Linked DNA regions of Mus musculus: all the other regions are linked to region 1. The links are chromatin contacts, called in public HiChIP or PLAC-seq and promoter capture Hi-C maps. All regions are on one chromosome and are shown on one strand. The core of a region is the stretch at or near the end of the contact, and the rest is flanking DNA. Distances in the headings are between cores, read along the strand shown.

Evidence for each region. Promoter capture Hi-C pulls out the DNA fragments that hold promoters and counts their contacts. HiChIP or PLAC-seq counts read pairs in DNA pulled down with a chosen protein or histone mark. Capture Hi-C pulls out chosen DNA fragments and counts their contacts.
Region 2: a promoter capture Hi-C map of pre-B cells shows a contact between it and region 1, with 3 times the contacts expected there. The contact joins the promoter of Nek3 here to the promoter of Polb in region 1. A contact is called at or near these places in 3 of 39 promoter capture datasets (cranial neural crest, liver and pre-B cells) and 1 of 9 other capture datasets (liver).
Region 3: a contact with region 1 is called in a promoter capture Hi-C map of adipose tissue. The contact joins the promoter of Vps36 here to the promoter of Polb in region 1. A contact is called at or near these places in 6 of 39 promoter capture datasets (the C10 cell line, cranial neural crest, embryonic stem cells and 3 more), 1 of 115 datasets of contacts at active chromatin or transcription factors (memory CD8 T cells) and 1 of 9 other capture datasets (adipose tissue).
Region 4: a contact with region 1 is called in an HNF4G HiChIP or PLAC-seq map of pancreatic cancer cells. The contact joins the enhancer-like site here to the promoter of Polb in region 1. A contact is called at or near these places in 1 of 39 promoter capture datasets (maxillary cranial neural crest), 1 of 484 Hi-C or Micro-C datasets (liver), 3 of 115 datasets of contacts at active chromatin or transcription factors (embryonic stem cells and pancreatic cancer cells) and 2 of 9 other capture datasets (adipose tissue and embryonic stem cells).
Region 5: a contact with region 1 is called in a promoter capture Hi-C map of stem cell-derived epiblast-like cells, with 2.3 times the contacts expected there. The contact joins the promoter of Ank1 here to the promoter of Polb in region 1. A contact is called at or near these places in 3 of 39 promoter capture datasets (cranial neural crest, embryonic stem cells and stem cell-derived epiblast-like cells), 1 of 484 Hi-C or Micro-C datasets (embryonic stem cells), 2 of 115 datasets of contacts at active chromatin or transcription factors (both in embryonic stem cells) and 1 of 9 other capture datasets (embryonic stem cells).
Region 6: a contact with region 1 is called in an H3K4me3 HiChIP or PLAC-seq map of bone marrow-derived macrophages, with 2.7 times the contacts expected there. The contact joins the enhancer-like site here to the promoter of Polb in region 1. A contact is called at or near these places in 5 of 39 promoter capture datasets (cranial neural crest, frontonasal cranial neural crest, maxillary cranial neural crest and 2 more), 9 of 484 Hi-C or Micro-C datasets (the C10 cell line, CD4 T cells, Th17 cells and 5 more), 2 of 115 datasets of contacts at active chromatin or transcription factors (bone marrow-derived macrophages and pro-B cells) and 3 of 9 other capture datasets (adipose tissue, embryonic stem cells and liver).

Annotation. Positions count from the first base shown.
Region 1 is chr8:22,651,879-22,654,974 of GRCm38.p6, forward strand. It overlaps Polb (polymerase (DNA directed), beta), which reads right to left and starts at 1,559. Exons shown (of 14, transcript NM_011130.2): 1 at 1,436-1,559; 2 at 1,182-1,239. The coding sequence starts at 1,496.
Region 2 is chr8:22,164,805-22,167,900 of GRCm38.p6, forward strand. It overlaps Nek3 (NIMA (never in mitosis gene a)-related expressed kinase 3), which reads right to left and starts at 1,631. Exons shown (of 16, transcript NM_011848.4): 1 at 1,574-1,631.
Region 3 is chr8:22,191,212-22,194,307 of GRCm38.p6, forward strand. It overlaps Vps36 (vacuolar protein sorting 36), which reads left to right and starts at 1,622. Exons shown (of 14, transcript NM_027338.2): 1 at 1,622-1,755. The coding sequence starts at 1,660.
Region 4 is chr8:23,026,892-23,029,987 of GRCm38.p6, forward strand. All of the region lies in intron 1 of Ank1 (ankyrin 1, erythroid), which reads left to right. Among named protein-coding and RNA genes, the nearest start is that of Gm51563, 8.6 kb to the right of the region's middle. Within about 2 kb of position 1,465, at least 125 of the 459 cell types and tissues checked have an H3K27ac peak or open chromatin away from gene starts, as enhancers often do. A contact at or near this core is called in pancreatic cancer cells, where this site is marked.
Region 5 is chr8:22,973,166-22,976,261 of GRCm38.p6, forward strand. Ank1 (ankyrin 1, erythroid) reads left to right here and starts at 1,671. Exons shown (of 44, transcript NM_001110783.3): 1 at 1,671-2,096. The coding sequence starts at 1,971.
Region 6 is chr8:22,934,139-22,937,234 of GRCm38.p6, forward strand. It overlaps Kat6a (K(lysine) acetyltransferase 6A), which reads left to right. Exons shown (of 18, transcript NM_001081149.2): 17 at 1,342-1,660. Among named protein-coding and RNA genes, the nearest start is that of Ank1, 39 kb to the right of the region's middle. Within about 2 kb of position 1,658, at least 51 of the 459 cell types and tissues checked have an H3K27ac peak or open chromatin away from gene starts, as enhancers often do. A contact at or near this core is called in bone marrow-derived macrophages, where this site is marked.

The DNA.
Region 1 (3,096 bases), core at 309-2,808:
ACCTCTCATCAAGAAAACTGCTCTTTGCAACAGAGACCACTATAGAAAAGCACAACCAATCAAAATGCAGAGTTATGGAGCCAAGTTAAATGGATACATCTATAAAATAACTCCTAAGCCTAAGGCCCAGGGAACACTGTGGAGAGGGAATGGGAAGACTGTGAGAGTCAGAGCATCAGGGAAATGGCGGGAAGGCTGTGTTGCCCAGTAATGTCAGAAGCTATGCTCATAAGGTCTTACTAACATGACTGCCCAGACATGAGCTGAACAAGGAAGAATGTGACAGACACACCACAGTGGTCAGGACCTCAACCCTACACAAAGAACTACAGGAAACAGTCTTTCCTAACACATCAGTTGGTTATCCCTGAAAATATACAAGTAGCATTACACAGTTGGAACAGATTGTATTTATGTATTTAGGAAAATGTGTGTGTGTATGTATGTGTATCGAAATATGTGTGTATATATATGTGCACATATATATATATAATGAAAAAAGGAGGTTATGAATTTGAGAGATCATAGAGGGTTATATATGGAAGTGTTTGGAGAGAGGAAAAGGGGAAATGATGTAATTATAATCCCCCAAATAATCATATAATAATAATAATAATAATAATAATAATAATAATAATTCGACTTCAAATGAGGAAATCCAGGCATGGAACAGACTATAGGAGAACACTAACTGTAAGGCTGTAAGGGCTAGCTTGGGGAAAGCAAGGATAGTTTACTTTTACTGTTAGAAGCTGAGGGGCTTTGGGATGCTTATAGGTTAAGTAGCTGACTGTGGGAAGAGCGGCCAGGAGAAGGTGCCCGCTGAGGTTTGTAGTGATAGGCAGGCAACTGGTTTTCAGGAAGGTGACAGCCCATCCAGAAGGAAAGGCGATTTCCTGAACTACATCTATTTCACAGTTCAGATCTCGTCTACTGTTGTTTATTATGTTTTTTAAACTGTATTTCCAGTCAATTCAAGATTAATGGTGGGAATATATGCATCAGACACCTATTTTCAGTCGGAACTGTACAGTCTCCTGAATTAACCCTATAACGCCCTGCCAAAACCCTGTATAGGTTAAATAAAGTGCCACTCAGCTTTGAACCACTGGGCACCGGCTTTCCATCCCTGCTAAGTGACAGCAAACTAGGATGTCCTGGAACGCCGGCTAACAACGTACCTGTACGCATTGTACTTGTGGATCGCCTGGCTCACGTTCTTCTCAAAGTTTGCGAGTTCTGAAAAGACAACAAAGGGCTCGAGGACACAAGTACACACACCCCCGCGAACGCGGGTCCCGGGATGGAGGTGTGGGCGGGTTCCTCCACCGGCGGCCGCGACGGACGCAGCCGGGGCGCTGCGACCCGCGGGGGGGGGGGTGGGAGAAGCGAGGCCCGGCTGAGCAGAGGAGCCGGAGGGCGGCCCGGGACTCACCCACGAGCATGTCCGTGATGCCGCCGTTGAGGGTCTCCTGCGGCGCCTTGCGTTTGCTCATGGCGCCGGGGACCCACACCTGGGTCTTACCGGTGGAACAATGGCGGCGCCTGACAGGGCGCAGCGCGGTGACGTCACGCGCCAGGCTACGGGGCGGGGCTAGCGGGTGCGGGTGCGGGGAATCTCTGGGCGGAGGGGAGCTAGGAGGTCAGGTTTACCTCCTGGTGAGTTAGCCTGAGAGATCAAATCTGCTCTCCTGGTCTGAGAATAGTCTGATTTAGAGCCCGAGATGCAGACGGAGGTGGACGTTGGCTGCTGTGGACAGTAGCTATGGAACACACGGCCTGTACTGTTTGTGAGGCGTGCCGGCGCGGGTTCTGCTGTCAGAATCCAAGAGCTGCTCTGTGCTTCTGGACACCATGTAAAACATGGAATGAAATATGCCAACCGTCGGCTAAAGACGTGTTCTGGCTTTGTTTGTTCGTTTGTTTGTTTCGGTATCCATGCCTCTTGTGGGAGAAGCTAAAGCTAGGAAAAGACCCCAAGAAAGAAGTGTCTGACTTAACTAAACAGCAATGGAACACTCATATTCTATATGTGATCCCCTTACAATGTCCTTGAATTGAAATATAGCGCTTGTGCCATTTATAAGTGTTCCTCATGGGGGTCCATATTAACTGCAAACACAGCAATTCGTTTGGGCATAAATTGTTATTAAGATACACACTAGTGTGGGTGAATCTGAAAAGAGTATAGAAGGAAAAAGGGAAGTCAATGACGGGCTTGTCATCCAACTTAGGTATTATTATTTGGGGACATACACTTTTACATTTCTACTCCACTCTTATCTTCTAAAATTTCTATTCTTGTTTCTGTTTTGTTCTGAGATAGGGTATCTATGTAGCCCAGGTTGTCCTAGAACTATGAAGAGCAGGCTGGCCTCAGACTCATAGAAATCCTCCTGCCTCAGCCTCCTGGATGCTAGGGATAGGTATGCAACACCAGGTCCAGCAATGCATTGTTGTTGTTTTAGGTGAGTGAGTTATTTTTATTAGCAAGGACAGGGCACTGCTTTCGCTACTGGATGTACAGTAGTGATAAGTCAAGTCCTGTGCGCATGTCCTTGGCAGGGGGTAATAAAGTGGCCTAAGAGCAAGTCAAGAATGAGTGATTCACTGTGAGAGGACATGCTCAGCAGGAATGGGGCCTCAGCTCCACCACAACACTGCACGGATAAACAAGGCAAGGAAATGGGGCAGCCCTCAGGAGGGGCGAGATGAGCTCTATTTAGACAGAACAGTTGGAAAACACCTCTCAGAAGGTCCCTGTGCACGGAGACATAATGAAGAGGAAGAGGGCTTGGGGGACAACTGGAGTGATCCCTGTAGAAGCAGCAAGGTCCACCCCCAAAGCTGCCACTAAAAAGTTCTGCACCATTTGGAACAAGTTCACTAGGTTGGAGATCAGAGGACTTCGGTGTGGACTGTGGTAAAGCTAGAAAAGCGAATAGCATTCGCTCTCCATTAGCATTAGCTCTCCCTCCACCTTCCGTCCTTTTCCTGCATTAAGTCCTGATTACTTTGTATCACTCTTTCTTGTTCTCCTTTCTAAATGTTACTCTATACCTAAGTGTCTATTTGTATACACTAACTCTCTATGGG
Region 2 (3,096 bases), core at 381-2,880, 490 kb before region 1:
ACAGCCTTCGTTTGATGATTGATTGATTGCATTGGAGTGTGGCTGGGTGGGGTGAAACAGAGAAGACACACTCTACGTTGGATCCACTGAGCTGGAGTTTCTTAGGATTCAAAATGGATATTTAAACACAGTCTGACTCCCATGTCTCCCCCACAAAAGCAGCATGATTTTTAATACACTTTTTCTGGCACATAAGCTATATACACAAGAAGCAATTACACAAGAGACACAGTCTCAGGAAGACCCGAGGTAGCTGCTTGCCTAACATGTTAAAGACCCTGGACTACACGGGTGGGATAGAAGTTGTGGGAGACGCCTACACTTAGAACTCATACACTTTTTTCATCACAGGAAAAATACTGGCATGAATTACTTGATTTTTTTCCGTTCACAAAGCTAAATTGTTTTTATTTATTTATTTATTTAAACCACCCACAAGCTGTAAAATGTAGAGCACAAGATGTAGTACAAACATCGAAGATCAAACCCTGCTAGGACCTGCAAAGCTTCTAGTCCGTAGCTGGGGTTGGGTAGTCAACACCTGTAAGATTAGCACTTAAGAGGCAGAGGCAAGATGATCGCCATGGGTCTCAGGCCAGCCACTGTCTCAAAAACTAGCCAAACAAATAGACTGTGCCTTCCAGTTTGCTTTCCAGTCTATCACAGAGTTACCAGGAGACTATAGCAACAAATCCTCCATATAACCAAATCCAACGCCGTGTTTCCAGGAGTGAGGCATTTGAACACACCCAGACACAAGTAACAGACCTATGACACTCAGGAGGCAGAAGTTGGTGAATCACAGCCTGTAACCACTGCTAAGTCCAAAGTCAACTAATTCACACCATGGGTTTCAGGCCAGCCAGGGCTACAAATGGGGGCTGTCCCCCCACCGCTCCCCCCCCCCCCCAACCAATAAAAACCTAGAAGAAAACAACCAAGCCCTTCACACTGGTCTTCACAGGGGTCTTAAGTGGTCTCTGGTTTCAATTGCTTTTTTCCTGTTCCTGGTGCCTGAGGACTTTTACCTATGCTATCAAAATGACTGATGAGCAACCAGGCTTTCCTTGACTGAAAAATCAAGTTAGTATTTTTAATCTCCATGTGTTCGATAGCCAGTATTACACCCATAAACACAAGCCTTATTACACTAGGTGTGGCGAAAGCTGATGGGTTCCTTCCAGTGTTTATAAACAAATACGCCTTTAATAAAGATAAACCAATTGTTTAAAAGAGCCTAAAGTGATTTGCAAGTGCCCAGAAGCGGGGTCAGTTTAGACAGAGATCCCAGGACACACACCCTGGAGACCCACCAACCTTTCCCTACCAAAACACCCACCCTCCCGAAGCTGCTCCGCTTCAGCCGCACGAGCAGTCTCCGACGCGCATGCGCGCACCGAACTCAGCGACTGGGGCGCACAGCCTACGGGCTGAGTGATGCGCCCACATTTGGCCGTCGCCCCGCAGCGGGCGAGCGCCGACCGGCGGCTTAGGGGGCGGGGGGGGGGGGGGCAAGAGGCTCCACCCGCTCCTCTCTCCACCGCGGCCGACCCGTACAGCTCCCTTCACCCACCTCCCAGCGGCGTGCGTCGCTTCTCCGCTCCTTGCGAGGCCTGGGAAGTGGGCGGGGCGTGGGCGGGGCGTGCCCCTAGCTGTGGGCAGAGGAAACTGTTGAGGTCTGGCCCTAGGCGCTGTTCTCTGAGTAGCTGAGCCCCAAAGAGCTGTTTTAAAGCTGTTTTGCCACCTTGCGGTAGGATATTGCTAACGTTTTGAACCGGTGCCCCCAGTAATTTGAGTTATTGCTCCAGATTAGGCAGACAGACAACAAACATAAATTCCACAGGGACACTGCTAGCATTTACTGTATGACTTTGGAAAAAGTGAAAAACAAAATAATGCACCACCCCAAAATAATGCATCTCATTCTGAAATGTGTATTTCTTCCCGGAAATAGCAGAAAGTTATTAAGATTCTAGTTGTACCAGGACGTGGTAGGATGTCTGTAATCCCTGCATTCGGAAAGCTGAGGCAGGAGATCCAGAATTGGACGCCAACCTAGTTTACAGAGCAAGTTCCTGGTAGGCAAGTCAGGACTGTCTCAAGTGTTAACATTTAGGGGTGCAGAATAAAGGAACAAAAGGCAGGAATGAGACCAAAATCTGGCCTCAACTGACGAGACTGTTCACCCCACCCTCCCCTTCTCCCCTTCCCTACTGATCCCAGATGGAACTAATGTTTGTAGAAGAAATTCAAATCACAGGACAGCAGACCCAGACACCCCCAAGATGTTAGGCAGAGGGTCCAATGGCCAACCAGGCTACAGTCAAATGTACAGCAGGGAAGCAGGGAACTAGACCCTGAGGGGGCGGGAGGCAGGGTAGAAAGGGACACTGGAAACCTACAAGTCAATTGCTGGAATAGGTGGTTTATCAGGCAGTGTAAGTCATTAAGTAGCATTGAGAGAGGAGAGGAGAGGAATCTATCAGGGTTCCTCAGCTGCAGCACTGTCCACATTTGGGACTCTTGATTCTTTGCTGGGGCTGTTGTGTCTCGGGGCTCTCTCTGTCCACCAACTGATGCCGGTACTCACTATGCTGTCTCCCCATCTGTTTTATTTTTGGAGATAGTTTTCATTACGAAGGCTAGACCAGCCTGGAAAGCACAGGTCTGCCACCTCTGCTGGGATTACGTGTGTGAACCACTAGCTTGACAACCAAAAATGACTTGGTTTTGGAAATCCCTGGAGGGAAGGACAGACCCAGGTTCAATTCCCAGCTCCCTGTGGCAGCTTACAACTGTCAGTTTCTCCAAGGGGCCTCACACCTTCTTCTGGCTTCTGAGGGTACTGCACTCATGTGGTGCATAGATATACATGCACATAAAAATAAATAAATCTCAATGGGTGGGAATTAAACAAAAGAAAGAAGATACCGGGGGAAAAGTGGGTGTGGTACAGACCACCTGTGGTGGAGAACAGTCCAGCCGCAACATCCAAGGATGGAGTTACGGGCGAGCATGTAGTTCATCCACAGTTCATGCTTCGCAGACAGGAAGCTTTCCATCCCTAGACCTCACCAACACTCAGTTTGAATCTGA
Region 3 (3,096 bases), core at 372-2,871, 460 kb before region 1:
AAAAAAAAAAAAAAGAAAACTCAGGTGACAGCAGATGCTGGCAAGGATGTAGAGAAAGAGAAACTCATCCATTGCTGTTAGGATTGCAAGCTGATAAAACCACTTTGGAAATCAATCTGGTGGTTCCTGAGAAAATTGGAAATAGTTCTACCTGAAGACCCAGCTATACCACTCCTGGGCATATACCCAAAAGATGTTCCAACATATAACAAGGACACATGTTCCTTTATGTTCACAGCTGCCTTATTTATAACAGCCAGAAGCTGGAAAGAACCCAGATGTCCTTCAACAGAGGAATGGATACAGAAAATGTGGTATATTTACACAATGAAGTACTATTCAGCTATTAAAAATAATGACTTCATGAAATTCTTAGGCAAACAGAACTAGAAAATATCATCCTGAATGAGGTAACCCACAAAAGAACACACGTGGTATGCAGTCACTGATAACTGGATATTAGCCCAAAAGCTCAGAATACCCAAGATACAATTCACAGACCACATGAAGCTCAAGAAGAAGGAAGACCAAAGTGTGGATACTTCAATCCTTCTTAGAAGGGGGAACAAAATATCCATGGAAGGAGTTACAGAGACAAAGTGTGAAGCAGAGAGTGAAGGAAAGACCATCCAGAGACTGCCCCACCTGGGAATCCATCCCATATACAGTTACCAAACCCAGACACTATTGTGGATGCCAAGAAGTGCTTGCTGACAGAAGCCTGATATAACTGTCTCCTGAGAGGCTCTGCCAGAGCCTGACAAATACAGAGGGGGATGCTCTCAGCCAACCATTGTAAACCATATGTAGCAGATGATGGCCTTATCTGACATCAATAGGAGGGGAGGCCCCTGGTCCTGCGGAGGTTTGATGCTCCAGTGTAGGCAGGAGTAGGTGAGTGGGTGGAGGAGCACCCTCATAGAGGCAAAGGGGACGGAGGAGAAGGGGAGATGGGATGAGGGGTTGTGGACGTGTAACTGGGACGGGGGAATATAATTTCCAATGTAAATGAATAAAATGATTAATACAAAAAAGAAAATTATTTTTTATGTGTATGGGTATATTGCCTTCATGTATATCTGTCGCATTAAATGCATGTTTGGTGCTTTATTTCCATGTCACCTCCATCTATCTGGAGCTATTGGTCATTTTTTAAAGGTGGGTGGGTAGGTGGGTGAGGTGGTTCAGCTGGTAAGGGAGCCTGCTGCTAAGCCTCATAACCTAAGTTTGATCTCCCAAGATCCACACGGTCAAAGGAGCAGCTCTCATTAAACATCCTCTGACTCCCACAGGCTAGCCCTTGCATGTTCCCGACGCACACAAACCCTCATAAAATAAACAGAATGTAATAAAAATTAGACTAAAACAAAAACCGGAGAAGAGTGTATTACATAATATGCTGGTTACAGATATATTAAACACAACCTCTGCTGTCAACACTTATTTGGGAAGAAATAAAAAAAAAGTCCTTATTTACAGCTTTTAACAAGCATGTCAACAAGTTTGGCAGTGACAGGGGAGCAAATGTGCACGCGAGTGGCAGCCGCCAGGGGGCGCCGCCTGTCCGTGTCGGGGCGCCCCACCCCCGCCGGCCACCAGGGAGCGCCGCTCGCAGCCCGGGAGCACCGGCGAGCGGCAGAAGCCGGCCGGGTGGCGGCCATGGACCGCTTCGTGTGGACCAGCGGCCTCCTGGAGATCAACGAGACCCTGGTTATCCAGCAGCGCGGGGTGCGCGTCTACGACGGCGAGGAGAAGGTAGGGAGGAGGCCGCGCCGACCCGCGGCCCTCGTGCTGGGCAGGGCCTCACCCTCGGCCCTGGGGCTACCGGCCTCGGCCCGCCGCTCCAGCCGCACGGTGGACAGCGGAGCCGGGGCGCGGGCGAGCGGAGGTCTCGGCGGGTCGCAGCCCGGGACGGTACAGTTCCGCCTTGTGGCGAGCGAGCGCGCCACCGGAACGCCGTCCCCACCCTCCTGCTGGACCGGTGATGATTTGTTCTGGGCTGAGCCGGGGTCCCTCGCCCGGAAGGATTTCCGAAGGAGGCAGCAGGGTCCAGCCCCATGGGGTTTTCTGCTTGCTTTGTAATTACTTTAGGAAGTGGGCTTGAGGCTTCGTGTTCTGTTCTAGGAAGTCATGCAGTGAGCCCTTGCCTTGGAATGCAAGCTTAAATCTTAAGAGCCGGGCTCGCGAAGGATAAGAGAAAAACAACGAATTCATGTATTCTGTGCCTGGAAACCACATGCCATCTTGTCCTGAATTAAATGTACGACCTGAAATCAGGAGTGGCAAAAGAGCTCGCGTCCCCAAAAGCACTTTTAGTCTCCAGTTTTCACTTGAGGCATTCTGTCTTCCTCGCTGTGGTGGAAATGAAACCTCCCTCGCTCTGGAGTTTGATACACCTAGTCAGTGCTTACAGCTAACCCAGGTCCGCTCTGACTTAGGGTATTTTCCTATTGTTTTCGAGGCAAGCTCTTATCCGAGACTGCTTCAGTAAAGTTTGATTTACTTTTTAAGTAAACTTAGACTGTTCTGGGTTTGAGTAGCAAGTAAAAACCAGCCTAACTGGTCTGTCAGGTTGAGATAATAATCCACGGGAGACCCCAAAAGGGAACGATTGAGCAATCTCTTCACTACAGCAACAGCCTTTCACATTCCCCCTTGCTCCTTGACACAGCAGTGGTACAGACTCTGGCTTGAGCTTTAAATGTATAGCCTAAGCTTTGATTTCTAGAGGAAAAATGCAATGGTTCTTAGAACTGTGTGATCTACGGGCACATCGTGCACTTTCTCCTCTTTCTTTCTGTCTTTCTTTCTTTCTTTCTTTCTTCTCTCTCTCTCTCTCTCTCTCTCTCTCTCTCTCTCTCTCTTTCTTTCTATAGGGTTTCTCTGTATAGGCCCGACTGTCCTGGAACTCACTCTGTGGAACGGGCTGGCCTCGAACTCAGAAATCCGCCTGCCTCTGCCTCCCAAGTGCTGGGATTAAAAGAGTGCCCCACCACTGAGCGGCCATCGTGCACTTTCAAGTTAACATTTGTTTTGGAAATGTGAATTTTTACTAATTAACAAAAAAGAGATTCTTAAATTCGGTTGTTTGGTTTT
Region 4 (3,096 bases), core at 215-2,714, 370 kb after region 1:
CAAGAATAGTGTCCCACTTTAACAAGTCTCTTGGGGAGCAGATGACCCCAGAGGGAACTATATGTATATCTAGTAGTCTGTGTATTTGGCAAAACTTTGTGTGTCCTAAAGAGAAGCAGGGCTGGGCCTGTCAGGACTTATAGATTTGATCTAGAAACTTGGGGCAGTATATAGTGGCCATCCCATCCTGACTAATAGCTTACCAAAGGAACATAGAGAACCCGGATGTTCCCCAGAGAGGCAGACCAGCTGAAAGTGCCTTAATTATATTCTTGTTAGCCCCAAACTAGATTGAACAAACAATTGTTTGTATTCACTGTAGGCAGGAGCAACATTCTGGACATTCCTGATGATGTTATCTGAGGAATACCTATACTCTGCTAGGAGACCTTCATTTATGAAATACGAACTTTTCTAAGGTTGGGCTGTGGCTCTGTGGATGAGATCTTTTCTAGAATTCAAAATGCCCAGATTAAACCCTAGCACTGCAAAAATCAGAAACAAAACCAGGAAGCACTCTGCCAACACAGAGTTCTTTAAAAAAAAAAAGAGAGAAAAAAACAGTAAGGAGAGAGTAGCCTCTTAAATCACAAGATTTCATAGTAAATTTATGCAGAGAATCAAAGAAAATCTGAGCATCACAAGAGTGCTGTACTCCAGAAAACTGTGACTGTCACATCGTAGGAGATTTGGACAGTAGAAAGCAAGCCTGCTGCTGGGGACTGGGACTCAGGAGGCAGAGCTTCTGGGGACAGACCCAACTTCACTCTCTGCTTGTGTTCCCTGGATCTGCCAGCAGCTGCCCCACTCCACCCCCACCCCCAGGCACCCTCAGTTTCACATCTGTGAAATGGGGGCAGTAACATCCCTTCTCTGTGCTGCAAGGACCAAGTGGCACCTCTAGCTCCCAGGAGCACAGGCGCGGTGCCAAGTGCTGCGGGGACCCTAGCTTTTGGTTTTGTTCCAACAGCCTGAGCCTCAAGAAGAAACATTAAATCGTTTTTTCTAGGAAATGCCAAAATTGAGGTTTTCCTTTGAAGCTTTGAGGAGGAAGCTTCTAAAAACCAACCATGTGTCCTTACAGGGCCCTGGTGTGTAAATAGCAGGGGGAAATGCCAGACAGCAGAGGGCTGTAAAATAAACAAGGCGTATTCCAGTGAGACTGGGGGAAGTCAGTGGCCCAGAAGGCACCAGGGGGCGCTCTGGAGCTGCAGGGAGGGGTTCTACACGATAAGGTCCAGCCTGCAGGGTCCTTCCCTCTGCCCGCATACTCATGCACAATCTGAAGATGCGTCCCCCGGTGTCCCTTTGGATCTTCCACGGAGAGGGTCTTCTTGGTTTCCTTGTCTAAGATGCAGTAGATGAGGCACTGTGGGAAATGGGACCTGCTTTGAGCTGTTCCCAGGCTTGCCCTCGCACTGGGAACTAGACTCCTCCAACTGACAGTCCCTGGTGAGGGAGAGCATTTCAGTACCGCTTATCCCTATAGCATCTCATCAGAAGAGCCACAGAGTGATCAAGTTCACTCTGAGGCCAGAAGAGCAGATGCACTCCCTCTGGTGGTGACCGTGCTTCTCCGGCAGAAAGGCTTTCTGGAGGATATGTCTGTTTCCCTGGTGGTTGGATGCCCCTGGGCTGCTGTTGAAGCCGAAGGATCTGGCAAGAGATAGAGGCTGGTGCCATAGAAGGAACCTGCAGTTTTCTCCACTCGCTGGCATACAGAGCGGGTGCTGGTGCTGACAGGATTTTCACAGCTGGTGGGAAGCCACAGTGCAAGAACAAATGAGGGAAAGCAGCTCGGAGAGGGAGAATGGTGTGTTAGAATCAACACAGCTGAGTAAGTGTGAGGTCTGGGTGAGAAAGGGCTGTCGGGAGTGGGCGGGGCCAAGAAGGGGTAGTAAGGGTATGGCAAATCGAAAGATAAGCCCCAAGGCCCTGTTTCCTCTCCCCTCGGGCACACTTTAACTGTAAGATAGAACTGGTAAATAACTCAGAAATGATCTTAGCACATCATTAATATAGACAAGTTGCACAAAAGCTGTGTGTGTGTGTGTGTGTGTGTGACCTTGTGTTTGAGAATAGTAATGGACATTATAAAATGGAGTCTGGAAAAATCATTTTTGCCATTTTAGTGATAGAAAATTAAATGTGTTAATTTATAATCCCACCTAGCCTAATTTTTCTTTTAAAGGCTGCTGTATTTATTTTAAAGCCTTGAACATAGAATACAAAGGAGGGTTCAAATCTCATTATTGCTTCTTTGATGCCTGAATCATTCATATCCTAGGATGACCCACTGTCAGTAAGCCCCAGGAAGGCCCAGGATACTTCCGGCCCTGCATCAGTGCATCTCAAAGATCTCGCATGCACCACCAAGGGATGGTAGAACAGAATTAGGAAGTTACAGGCAGAGAGCCTCCAGCCTTTCTAAGGCATCGACTCGAATCCTCTCCTGAGCCTGGGGTGCTCTTACTGATGCATAGAAAGAACAAGAAAGAAGGGGGAAGAGTCCAAGCCCTTAGGGAGCGCTCCGAAAACCTTCACATGTTTACTGAGCACGTGCTACGTGTGAGACATAGTTGTTGGTCTTGAGGACTGACACTGTGGCCAGGAACAAGACAGTGGTCAGAATTATTAGAAAGACAAGAGCGTCGATCAAGCAGTGAATTACGCAATCCATGTAGCAAAGACTGAACCTATTGACAGGAAGAAAATTAATATAGACGAGGCTGTAGGTTTTGTCAGGTAGATGAGAAAGGAACACACCTGGCTGGAGGCCGAGAGGGGAAAAGCTGTTTGAGAACAATATAGTTTACGTGAATACAGAGGTGTCCAAAGGATCACACGTTTATACAACACGAGGCCTGAACAAATACAGATTCAAATTCTTAGGTGTAGTGGCTGGAGAGATGGCTCAGTGGTTAAGAGCACTGGCTGCTCTTCCAGAGGTCCTGAGTTCAATTCCCAGCACCTACACAGTGGCTCACAACCACATCTAACTCCTGTTCCAGAGTATCAGATGCCCTCTTCTGGCCTCCACAGACACCAGGCACAGATGCACATGCAGGCAAAACATTGGTACACATGAAGTAAAAA
Region 5 (3,096 bases), core at 421-2,920, 320 kb after region 1:
CATGGGTACCAAAAAGGCCTGGAGTAAAAAATTGGAGGTTAGGGTAGGGCTGACCATTCAGGTCCTTGTAGATAGTAGAGCATATTTTGATCTCCATCTTGGAACAAAAAGGACGTTTCTCTGGGAAGTAACAATAATTACACCAGTTTGTAAATATTATTCATGACTACAGTCAAGGGACTTAGCGGTGGGATGCCAAAGACATGAGGTTGGGGCTCCAGAGGGTGTCCTTCTGAGCAGGCTGGTTACAGCCAAGGTGTGTTATCGAGAGAGGGGCCTGTGGTGGTGATGGAATACGCCTCATCTGAATCCAGACAAGAATAGACCAGATTCTGAAGACTCAGCATAATAATGTAAAATCGCATCAATAATATATCAACTTCATGTTGAAACGATGGCTTGGGAGATATACAGGCTTAAAAATACATTTAAAATCAATCTTCTAGTTTCTTTACATGGAAAAAAAAAGTGGCTACATGACAATTGAAGTTGCATGTGTGACTGGTATTTGTGGTTCTGCCTGCAGTGAGAAGCCCCAGGACTCACCCCTGGGAAATGACAGCAGTTAGATCTGTCAGACCCCTGTGGTTACCCAGCACCTTACCTTCTGTCAGGGGCCTAGTGGGGAAGACAGAAGTGGAAATCACTGAGCGAGATGTGTTTGTGAGAAAGAGGGGTGGGAACAGTACCTAGTACTACTCCTTCTGCTCCTCACCAGAGCTGCTTCAAACCTGCACAGGCTCGGGAGGGGGGGGGGGCGGGCGAGAGGACAGGAGGGAGCAGGCTGTTTCATAATAACTTCTCCAAGACTCAAACACCAGTGTTCAAGACTGTCCTTAGCATCCTGTGGGATAGGGAAGGAGGAGGTTGGGAGCTGCACCAACCAGACTGAAAGGGCAATGTTCATAGGTCAGGGCCTCAGTTTCCCCGCCTGTCACATGACTGAGTGGTGAAATGAGCTTAAGCCGGTTCCCCGTTCCCACAGTCTACGTTGGTAGCTGCGTGACCCCCAGCTGGTAAGGTTCTTTACAGCAGCCCAACACCGGTCCAGACCACAGTACCTACGGAGGGAGGGTGGAGAGAGACCTGGTATTGCAGGGTGGGCGGTCCCTGATGGGGAGACCCAGTTCCACTCCCGTCCAAAAGGAGCGAAAAGAAAAAGAATGGACTTGACGCTGGACTCGTATTCTAAGTATATTTGGTAAAGATGCAAAGGAAAGGCCCACTTGGTTTGACCGGGGCAGATCAAGCTCTCCTCCAGGAGCCCCGGCCCTTCCCGGAGGGCGGCCCGGGCCAGGCTCGGCGCTAGCGGAGTCCGTGCCGCAGCGGTGCCCCGGTCCCACGCTCCGCAGCTCGGCCAGGCGATGCTGGCATTTTCTCCGCCGCCGTCAGGCACGCCGGTCCGCAGGGTCGCCGGGCCCGGGCGGAACGGCCCCGCTTTGTTCCCGTCGCCCCCAAGGCGCCCCGCGATCCCCACCCCGGGACCCCGCTGCAGCGGGGACCCAGCGCCGGCTCGCAGCGCCCCGCGCCCAGCCTGGTGGGGCGGCCGCACCGAGCTGCCCCCGCTCCTCCCGCGAGCCCGCGAGTCCGCCCTCCGCGGCCCGCGCCGCAGTACGAGCCTCCTCCCTCCCGCCCCCCGCGCCGCCGCCGCCGCAGGAGAGGGGGGGCCCGGGCGGGCGGGCGGGCGCGGCGAGGGCGCGCGGCGAGCCCAGAGCCGGTGCGGGGCGCGGGCGAGCGAGCTCCGGCCGCGGCGGGAGGCGCCACCCCGGGGCTCGGCTAGCCGCGCGCCGGCCTCTCCTCGCCCTCCGCCCCGCGCCCCGGCCCCCGGGCGCCGCAGCCTTCGCCTCCGCCGGGGAGAAGCTCGCGCCCTGCGCAGCTGAAGGAGCCGGCTCTCCCCGGGAGGGTGTCGTCGCCGCCGGCTCGCAGAGGGCGCGGGCCCGGGAGGCGGGGACCGAGCGCCGCGACCCGCCATGGCTCAGGCGGCCAAACAGCTGAAGAAAATCAAAGACATCGAGGCGCAGGCCCTCCAGGAGCAGAAGGAGAAGGAGGAATCCAACAGGAAGCGGCGGAACCGCTCCCGTGACCGCAAGAAGAAGGTAAGGGGGCGGCGGCGGCCCCGCACCGAGGCGCCCGGAGTAGCTGCGGGAAGGCGATCGGCCGCGCTCCGGCTGACCCCGCGGGAGCGGGAAGGGGGGAGGCGGGTAGGGCGAGCAGAGAGCGGCCCCGGGGTTCCGGCAAGCTGCCCCAGACTCATTTCAGCACCTTGAACAGAGGCCCGCGCTCCGGAGGAACTTTTGCCGCCTCTGGGGTGGCAAAGCGGGTAAGGGGCTGCACCGCGGGGCGCAGGGCTGCTCGCCTGGCTTTCTCGGGGAGCTGCTTTGGGTGAACAGGGCAGGCGCTCCAGAGGTGGTACTGTCCGCTCCTGCTCAGGTGACTAGTGAGTTCTCCTGCGCCGCCGGAGAGAGCATCTTCCTCCCAGATCTCTCAGGACGAACTGGGGCGACTGCCCTTCCCGATCCCTTCCTGACCCTGTGGGTCCGCGGGTGGACCTGGAAGAAGCAACTCACCCCTCAGGCATTTGGCAGCATTTTATGTTAAGGTCATTCCAGAGGAGTCACTGGTGGCAGGGAAGAGGAATTCCCTTAGAAGCCTCGCTGGGGCTTTTCCAGCCTGACCCAAGGCCTGGTCGGAGAAGAGCTCTGCCATGGGACATCATGAGGGCAGTCTTTCATGGGACAAGGGTCTGTGCTGAGACAGCCCAGGGATCCAGACCCCTGAAAGCAACTGTTGCTATTTGCAGTCCTTCTTTCAGATCATGGCGGGGTAAGAACCACAGTAGTTTAGACCCACGGTCTAATTACAAGCACCTGGATGTCCACAGCGACTAAGCAGGGCACTCTACCGCCGGCTAGAGCTTCAGGGATGCACAGGCTAGGAAAGCGTGAGTGGAATTCTGGGAGTCCAAGGTAGAGCTGGACCCTAGCTTGCAAGAGCCATCTTAACCTGGAGAAGTTGATGTGAGCCTGCAGGAACGTCCCCTGGCCAGAGAATTTGGGTTCATGGGGCGTCTTCACAGAGACGCTGCCCTTGCTTATG
Region 6 (3,096 bases), core at 408-2,907, 280 kb after region 1:
TGTATCTTTGCCATCCTAGGGTTTATTTCTCCAGTTTATGTGGTAAAACAAGTATGCTATTTTCTTGTGTAAAAAACACTAGTATTGGGTGTTAGAGAGATGGGTCAGTGGTTAAGGTACTCACTGCTCTTCCAAAGGTCCTGAGTTCAATTCCTAGCATCCACATGGCAGCTCACCACTGTCTGGTGTGCAGATGAACATGCAGACAAAGTACCCATGTACATAAATACACACATAAATAAAATTTAAAAAGTAATTGTAAATAAAAAAGTAAATGTGTAGAAAACACACAAAAAATATTGTAACAGCCAGTGAACTTGTATGCAAAGTACTTAGACAGTCTTAAAATTTACTGAAGGACGCTCAGGATTATTTTATGGCCTAGATGTATGACCTTGCATAAGTGCTAACCTTTCTAGCCTCTGTACAAGGATGTGATTCAGTCATTCCTGGGCTGTTGTCTCTGTAGCTTGGTGACATCACTGTGTTATGTAAGCTATTAGGTCAGCCCCGTGTCAGTGTGTGCTGTGTGCGCCAAGTCTCAGGCCGTGCTGCTGTTTTCTCTTCTCTGTCAAGTGAATGCATTTCTGCTCTGCGTTTGTGTGCTCTGCTCTAGCTAGTTTCCCCAAATGGCGTGCACATTTATTGATCTGCTAATGCATGGTGATGTATAAGATGGAATGTTTCTATTCCTTTTGCTCTTGAACAGAAGTAGAGGGCGTAGTCTCTGAGGCACTTTAGCATTAGAGCAGGTGGCGCTGTAAAGTGTAAAATGTCGATGAGCTGAGAAGATGCACCAACACCATGTGCTCTCTGGACACTTGCTCTTCATATCAGAGCGGGCCTTAGTGCCCAAAATCTGTGCGGATTTTGTTGTTCCTCCCCCTTCCCCCCCTTCCCCATTCCCCTTCCCCTCCTTCCCCTCCTTCCCCCTTTCCCCCATCCCCCTTCCCCCTTCCCTTTCCTTCCCTTCGCGCGCGCGTGCGTGCGTGAGTGTGTGTAAGAGTACATGTGTATGTGTTGGTGGGCTTGCACTTGGTGGGTGTGTAGAGGTCAGGGGACATTTCTAAGGATTTAGTTCCCCCACTTGTATATGGGATCCAAGGTTGATCCCAGGTTGTCAGGTTGCCCAGTTTGCACAGGAAACTTCACCTGTGGAGCCACCTCACTGACCACACACATCTCTGTGTTCTTAACACTTTGTCTTTACCAGAGTATCTGTTGGCAAACTGCATCTTTGTTTTAAATATGTTAGTTCTGCAAAGCTTTAAAACTTTTATGTTAAAGCAGGGAAAAAAGCTCATTACTATAAATAAAATACCTGCTTTCTTTACTACATAGAAACCGATTCTTCACCGAAGACGAAGAGTCCGCAAGCGGAAACACCACAATAGCAGTGTAGTCACAGAGACCATCTCTGAGACCACGGAGGTGTTAGATGAGCCTTTTGAAGACTCTGACTCTGAGAGACCAATGCCACGACTGGAGCCTACATTTGAGATGGAGGAAGAGGAGGAGGAGGAGGAGGAGGAGAGTGAGCTCTTCCCCAGAGGGTACTTCCATTGCCTGTCCTCACAGGACATCCTTAGGTGTCAGTCCTCCTCCAAGAGGCCGTCTAAAGAGGAAGAGGAGGAGGAGGAGGAGTCAGACGACGCAGATGGTAGGTTTACACACTGTTCCTTAGAGTAGTTTCTGTGTGTCTTTGAAAATAGAGAAGTAATCACTACAGACCCTTCCTTCCCCAAAGGGCTGGGAATGAACACAACTCACTAAGACAGGAAGGGGAAAGGTTGGCCACCTCTGCAGATATGGGGTTTATCTATCCATAGTCACGTCTGCATGTAAACGCGCTTCTTTAACCTGATCTCTTCTTGCTTTGCAGGAAATCTTAATTATTGGAAGGCCTTCCTTTTCACCTAATGTTGCCTAGGTTTTTGTCTGAATCCTCAGTTAAAGGGTGTTGGCATAACTGAGTACTGGATTCTGTGGTCTGCAGCTCGCTGAGTGCCTAGGTTTGGTGCTCAGCAGCTCTGGTAACTGAGTGACTGAGGAGGAGCCACCTGAGCATCCCTGGGGACCTCTGCCCTCTGTTCAGGAACCTTCCTGAACCATGCGTCTGATGGTGTTTACTCGCAGAGTAATCTCTTCCTTCTCGTTGTTTTGTGTTTATCTTGTTTTGTTATTTAAGACTCACTATACAGAGGTCTGACCTGCCTCAGCCTATTTGGTTCTGGGATTATAGGTGTGTACAACCCAGTAACCAGTCGTACATTTCTAATAAGTGACAATGATAACAAAATAAGCTACGTTGTATGGTGTAGCTAACATTCCGTCAATTACTATTAAAATAGACATATTCCCATGTACAGAAGCAGGCTCATTTGAGATGAGCGAGGAAGAAGGCAGGCTTGTTGGGTGCTGTGTCACCTACACCTCCATCATGTTTGTTCTGATGCCTCTGTCAGCCTTTGCATTTTCACAGGCAACTTAGAAGAAATTGTGTTGCCTGGTATTGCTTTGTACTACTTTATTTTATTTTATCTTATTTTATCTTTTGCCTTTTTTGGAAGAGCGTTTTATTTTATTCTCTTAAAATCTTGGCTTCAGACCTAGTACATAGGACCTGTATTTTTCTGACAGAATGTGTAGCTTGATAGTGATGAGCCCTGAGCTCAGACCTAGAATCAAAACCAAAACCTTTGTGGTATGTGTGTGTGCGCGCATGTGTCTATGTGTGTATATACATGTGTGTATATGTATGTTCATGTGTATGTGTGTGAATTTGTGTGCATGTGTGTGTATATTTGTATGTGAGAGAGCATATATGTGTTTGTGCATGAGTATGAGTATACATGGCAGGAGAAGACAGAAGAATTATAAGTGTGTGACACAGTCTGGCTGACCCACTTGCTGTAGCCTCTTAGGTGTTGGAAATCACAGCATACCTCACACAGTTTTCTTATTGTAAGGCTTACTCAATGATGCATGTTTTTAATGTAGTGATGATCATTAAGGTTCTTGCTTTATTTATTATAATAGGTGATGACCCAGTTTTCCTCTTGTTAGATATTGCTGTGTGTCTAGGGACCTGAGACT